Linked DNA regions of Mus musculus: region 2 is linked to region 1. A link is a contact called in public HiCAR-type data. All regions are on one chromosome and are shown on one strand. Each heading gives the region's core, a stretch centred on a gene start, on an enhancer-like site or on the middle of the called end of the contact. The rest is flanking DNA. Distances are from core to core; before and after follow the strand shown.

Evidence for each region. HiCAR-type assays count read pairs that join an accessible place to other places.
Region 2: a HiCAR-type map of astrocytes shows a contact between it and region 1, with 4 times the contacts expected there. The contact joins two enhancer-like sites. A contact is called at or near these places in 4 of 484 Hi-C or Micro-C datasets (the N1E-115 cell line, cerebral cortex, embryonic stem cells and 1 more), 1 of 115 datasets of contacts at active chromatin or transcription factors (astrocytes) and 1 of 9 other capture datasets (embryonic stem cells).

Annotation. Positions count from the first base shown.
Region 1 is chr3:153,084,056-153,086,921 of GRCm38.p6, forward strand. The region is part of intron 1 of Gm52620 (a long non-coding RNA gene); the gene reads left to right. Among named protein-coding and RNA genes, the nearest start is that of Gm52620, 7.2 kb to the left of the region's middle. Within about 2 kb of position 1,381, at least 82 of the 459 cell types and tissues checked have an H3K27ac peak or open chromatin away from gene starts, as enhancers often do. A contact at or near this core is called in astrocytes and cerebral cortex, where this site is marked.
Region 2 is chr3:153,658,347-153,661,212 of GRCm38.p6, forward strand. All of the region lies in intron 1 of St6galnac3 (ST6 (alpha-N-acetyl-neuraminyl-2,3-beta-galactosyl-1,3)-N-acetylgalactosaminide alpha-2,6-sialyltransferase 3), which reads right to left. Among named protein-coding and RNA genes, the nearest start is that of Gm52633, 64 kb to the left of the region's middle. Within about 2 kb of position 1,470, at least 29 of the 459 cell types and tissues checked have an H3K27ac peak or open chromatin away from gene starts, as enhancers often do. A contact at or near this core is called in astrocytes and cerebral cortex, where this site is marked.

The DNA of each region.
Region 1 (2,866 bases), core at 131-2,630:
CAGAAGAAGAGCTCCTTTCTTCCCTTACTGGTGTGTACGCATGTGTATTTACAAATAGAGGCAGGATTAACCTTGGGTGGTCTTACTGTCCACCTCATCTTTTGAGACCCTGAACCTCGCCAATTTGGCTAGGCTGGCCGGCCAATCGACTAGGATTTTTAAAATATGAATTCTGGGAACTGAACGCAGGTCCTTATGCTTCCAGGGCAAGCTCCTCAGGACCGATTACCATCTCCCTAGCAACGCAATGGGCCTTCTTTTAAGGCTTCTAGAAACAGCTGCATGGGTGCTCAGACAGACTTGCAGCCTCTTTGCCTGGTCTTTGTGATCCAGCACACTGGCTTCAGCTCAGTCAATCTTCCACCCTGATTAGTAGCTGGTTCATGTGGGTACCTGTTATATGTGGACGCCAGGAGGGTGTCGACTTCTTAATCCTATGCTGTGTAACTAGAAGGGCCGGTTGAAGGTTGAGTAGATGTTTGAAAAACTGAACAAACAAACAGACTTAGTCTTCCATCTGGCTTCAGATAATTTACATAACACTGGTGCCTCACCAACGTTCATATAACAGCTTTCTCCTTTTCTCACCTGGGTCAAGCGAGATCCCGGTCTATTTTAGTGGCCCCGCCCTGGGCTGGCTCTGTACATCTCTGCTCTGTTGCTGCTCCACTTCCCTCCTTTCCACAGCAGGATTGAAGACAGCTCCACAGGGGTGGTCCTATTACGGATATTTTCTGATCAGTTCCAGTTCTGAATGGAGGTGGTGGCTCTGTGGTGTCTGCTGTGAGTCCACGGGTTAAACCGATAATGAGCCTGTCCGGACAAATAGGCCTGCAATTGTTTTAGCCAGGCCAAAGGAGGCGGGCCAAGAGCCAAGTACAGATGCTGCAGAGAAGCAAGCTGCCGGGAGCCCACAGCGCGCGGGATTAGTGAAATCACCCGTGCTCAGCTTGCACCAGGAGCTAAAGCGGCTTTGGGAAAGGCATATGGCAAAAAAAAAAAAAAAAAAAAAAGCCAGAGTTAATCGCAAAGTCAGGCGTTCAGGAAAGCAGCATCTGTTGGAAAGAAAGCGTACAGCCACTACAGTGACTTTGCTCCTGCTCCATCACACAGGAGGATGTGCCCAGGTGGATTAGCAGGGTGACAAACCACAGAGCTGCCAGGCCCACAGGAGGCCCCAGAGCCCGTGACCACTGATGCACAGGCCCGCGGCAGCCAGCTGTGGCTCTGATTAACTGCAGCAGCATGGGCAGCTCTGGGGCCTGGCTCCATCTCGGTTTCCTTCCACGCACGAATCAGCCACTGCCAGGCTGTTGTTTCCTCCCCATTCGACCCGCACTGCCAGGGATCAACCAGAGCCTGCACTAGAGTGCACAACCTCATTCAAACAGCTTTGGCCAGGTGCCAGCATCCTGCTTTGCGCTCCTGTGTTAGATAATGAGGGCTCCTTTGCTCCGAGTTCTGAGTCCATCAGTGTTGCCACCCCTGAGCACTCCCAGAGACCAGGAGAGAAGCAGGGCTGATGGACGGCCAAAGAGGCACGTTAGCCTGCCTGGAATTTGTTCTCTCAGTTGGTAATAGACAAATGACCATGATTTAAACGTCTTCGGCCTTTCTCCGTTGGACTGCTTGACAATACATCTGCTTGTGTTTTCAGAGAGGTATTCCAGGCATACCAGTGGATGAAACGGAGTTGCTTATGAAAATAGATTCCCAAGTGACCTATAATGGGGAAACTCTTGGTTTAATATAGTTTCCTTTGTAAATCCCATACAGATTCAAAGCTTGGAAGATACTGGCGTGCCTTTGGATGCCTTTAGTGGATAGGACATGCAAATCTTCCCGGGTTGTCTTTTGGCCTCAGTCCTCTTTTCTGGAAGATTAATTGATATGGATTGAATTACATCTTCCAATATTCAGAGATTGAAGCCCTAATTTCCAGTGCTCTGGCATATGGTTACAAAGACAAGCGTGTCCAGCTAGTTAAAAAGAGGTCAGACTCTGACAGGCTGAAAGTCTAGAGTAATACAGCTGTGTCTACAGAAAATGGAACACTGGCACATAGAAGCACACAGAGGGGGGTGCCTGTAAAGACTGAAGTCATTCTGCCCATAGCCATGGGACCAGCAGATTCTTAGAGGGAGTTCTGGAGCAGGGGAGAGGGAGCCCAGGCCCTGACCCTTCCTCCACCTCAGGCTTCTCATCTCAGGAACTTGACACAGTAATGGAATTCCTCAGAGCTCTTTTGAGGAACCAAGGCTGCTTAGCAGTGACAGCAGTGTAAGAACATAGCCACAGAAGGTTAGGAGTTTACAGTCAAAGCTCAATTAAGATTCTGTGCGTGTTTCTGGGACAGTCAGCTCTGGTTACATCCATGGGATTTTACATTTAAAAGAAAAAAATCAGGCCAACGTGATGGCTAGGGTTTATTGTGAACGTGACAGAAACTAGAATCACCTTGGAGATGGACCTCTGGATGGGCCTGTACGGGCTTACTTGATTACCTCAATTGAAATTGGAAGATCTGTCCACTCTGGGTGGCAGCATCCCCTAGCTAGGATCCTGGACTGTGTAAATGGAAAAAGGGGACTAAGTAATAAGCACTCAGTCATGGATTTCTGATTTCTGCATGTGGATGCCATGTGACCAGCTGGTTTTAGCTCCCTCTCCTTAAATGGGCTGCCATGGTGGACTGAGCTCTGAGCTCTGAGCAAGAATGAATCTTTTCTCCCTCACGTTGCTTTGGTCAGTGTATTTATTTTACTACAGCAATGGGGAAGGGAATTAAGCCAGCCAGCTGTGTATTTTGTAAAGCCAATGGATACATGGTCTTTTCCCACTCTCCCTATCAAATTCAAATATTTGC
Region 2 (2,866 bases), core at 220-2,719, 570 kb after region 1:
TTCGATTATCTCTGGTAAAAAGAAGCCAAATTCACAGGAACACGGAGCCTGGCATCCTCTGTCCGGTGTAAGCGGAGAGCTGGGGCGTCTCTGAAGCCGCCTAGGAAACACACTTCTGGGCGTGCCTGTGAGCATCGGCTGAGGTGGAAAGACTCGCTCTATATGTGTCACGGGCTGTCTCAAACAACCACACAGCTACTGGCCCCCAACCTGCTGCACCGAGCAGCCACCACTAGAGGCCACCACACGTACCTCTGCACCTGAAACCCTTCATTAACATCCTCCAGATAACTCAGAAGTGAGACTCACGTTGCGAGTGAATGCAGTCTACAGATACGCAAATTCACACCTAAGGGAAGGTCTCAGTGCCCTGCCAACGCATACACTGAACAGAGGGCAAGGCCACTGTGGCTGTACAATGGAAGCTGACAGCAGTCCCCACTACATCCACCACGCCATGGATGTGGAAGAGAGTAAACAGGCTAACACCTTAGGGATACACTAAGGCAGGTGTGCCTGGGAAGACGGCAGAAAGCAATTAGGGAAGAAGACCCAACCCAGGCTGAGGATGAAGAAACCTCATGGCCAGCCCTGCTCACAGGTAAGAGTGGGGAGCCTGATGTCTGCCGTCGGCCTTGCCTAACACCATTAAGGGGGGAATGTAAGCTGGAACAGAGTGGGAAAGGTTAAAGAGGAACGTTGAGGCTAACTTGAAAGAATCATGGCTTTCACACCAGAAACTGGGCATAAAAGCAGCTCACCAGGCTGGTGACTGATGGAGCCATCCTGACAGGAACCACAAAGAGGCTCTTAAAGGGAGTCTGTAAGAAAGCGTTGGATCAGTGGAGCTGTCAGACCTGAGACAACCCAGCCCAAATGCAGTGTGCCACACTGTCCTGCCACTGTAGCTGCACGGGTAGGTCACCCTTTCACCATGCAGCACCTCACTCGTGAGAGCAAGCATCTCAGGCTAGCTCCAGCCCGCAGACAGACCCTTGTTCTTTAGCCTCTTGCTGTGTCCCTCAGCAAATGTCACTCAGCACACCAGACAAGTCCTGGAGCTCCCTATGACCGGGTCAGTTATAATATGTGGACGACACTTGCACAAGCCTGCCTGCTACAGCCTAGGTAGCCACAGGTGACAAGTGGAGAACAGAGAGGATGCAGATCAGGCAGGGCAAGAAGGGCTAGCCCAGTCAGGACGATGCTTACCTTGCGAACATACGGGGCGGAATTCATCCCCAGAGCATATTACTAATGTGATGGACCTTTGTTACCAAAGAACTGTACTTAGAAAAGGAAACAAACTTCAGAGAAATAAAAATCCCAGCAACAGCCCCTGGAGTATAGGAGGCCCCGCCACAAGGCTCGTGAAGAAGTGGAACAGAGGCCTCAGCACAGTCCACTCAGTCCACTGTCAGCCTGAGACGCCCGCCAAGCTGGCTGGCTGAAAGAACATGCTGGGTCTGTTCTGTTTGCTGTAGTTTTCTGAGCAGGCTCCATGGTGAGCGAAGAGGCGAACAGGAATCTTCCATTATCCCTTTCAGCTGAAAAGAAACCTCACCACAGAATGCACTTACTGTGAAAGTTGGTACAAACAGCAGCCACGGGGAGGTCGCGATTAGAGGAGGCTTCCAGGGAGAACGGCTTCTTAGAGAGTTGGACTCTGATGGGCAGAGGGAGATGGTGACGGGTGAGGGGTGAACGAAAGAGGGGGCAGGAGCAGAGCAAGGCCTGAGCCTGAGCAGAGGCAGCGGGTGAGCTCACTCACTCAGCCTACATCTGAAGCATCGGTCATCCTAGGTGCCCCACAGCAGGACCAGATCAGTGGGCAAGACAGCAGGCTGGGCCAGTGGAGCATGGTGGTAGGAGCGGCTACAGTTTAACACTGAGAGTTGGGACCTAGGAAACACCGTAGCAAGTTGTTCTAAGAACAGGGTCTTGAGTATGAGCTCAAGGATGCCAGACTTGATTCACAGACATCACTGAGCCAAGGGAGCTTCTCTGAGAAATGTCTGTGAGAGGCAGGGCAGAAAAAGGGAGCCATCAGGTTAGCTCCAGCTGGGGTGATTCATCTTCGGATGCATAAGACCCCGTATGGGACAGAAAGGGGATCAGAGGCTGGAGGAGGAGGAGGAGGAGGGAGAGGAGGGGGAAGGGGAAGAGGGGAAGAGGAAGAGGAAGAGGAAGGGAAGGAGGGGGAGGAGGAAGAACAGAAAAAAGGAGGAGGAGGGGAGGAGGAAGAGGAAGAACAGGAGGAAGAGGGGAGGAGGAGGAAGAGGAAGAAGAGGAGGAAATGAGGAGGGGGAGGAAAAGAAGGAAGAAGAGGAAGAAGAGGAGGAGGAGGAAGAAGAGGAGGAGGAAAAGGAGGAGGAGGAGGAAAAGGAGGAAGAGGAGGAAAAGGAGGAAGAGGAGGAGGAGGGATGCATGTCTTGCGGAACCCTGCTCTGTGTGGTTATATCCTGAGGAGTTCTACTGGGAATAAGTTTAGGAATGAGACAACCCCTCTTTGGAAACATTTAAAAGTTTCTCAATCGTCCTGCAGATAAACAAACAAAACCACATTTGATTCTTCCCGACCCTGCATATTCCACTCTTTTATGACCAATTTGTTTGGGGTGAACATCACAGGACATGAGGAGGGAGGCGGGAGGGGAGGAGCCATTGAAGTCAAAGAGGACAGGATGCCAGGAATCCTCTAAGACTCAGGAACGTCTCACTGAAAAGTTGGGCCACCTTCAGGGAACTCACAACGAATACCCTGTGCCCATGCACACAGACACACAACAGCACCCTGTGCCTCAACACTCAGGCTTCTATTTGCCTGGCTGCTTAGCAGTCTGCATCTATTAGATCACCGTGACAG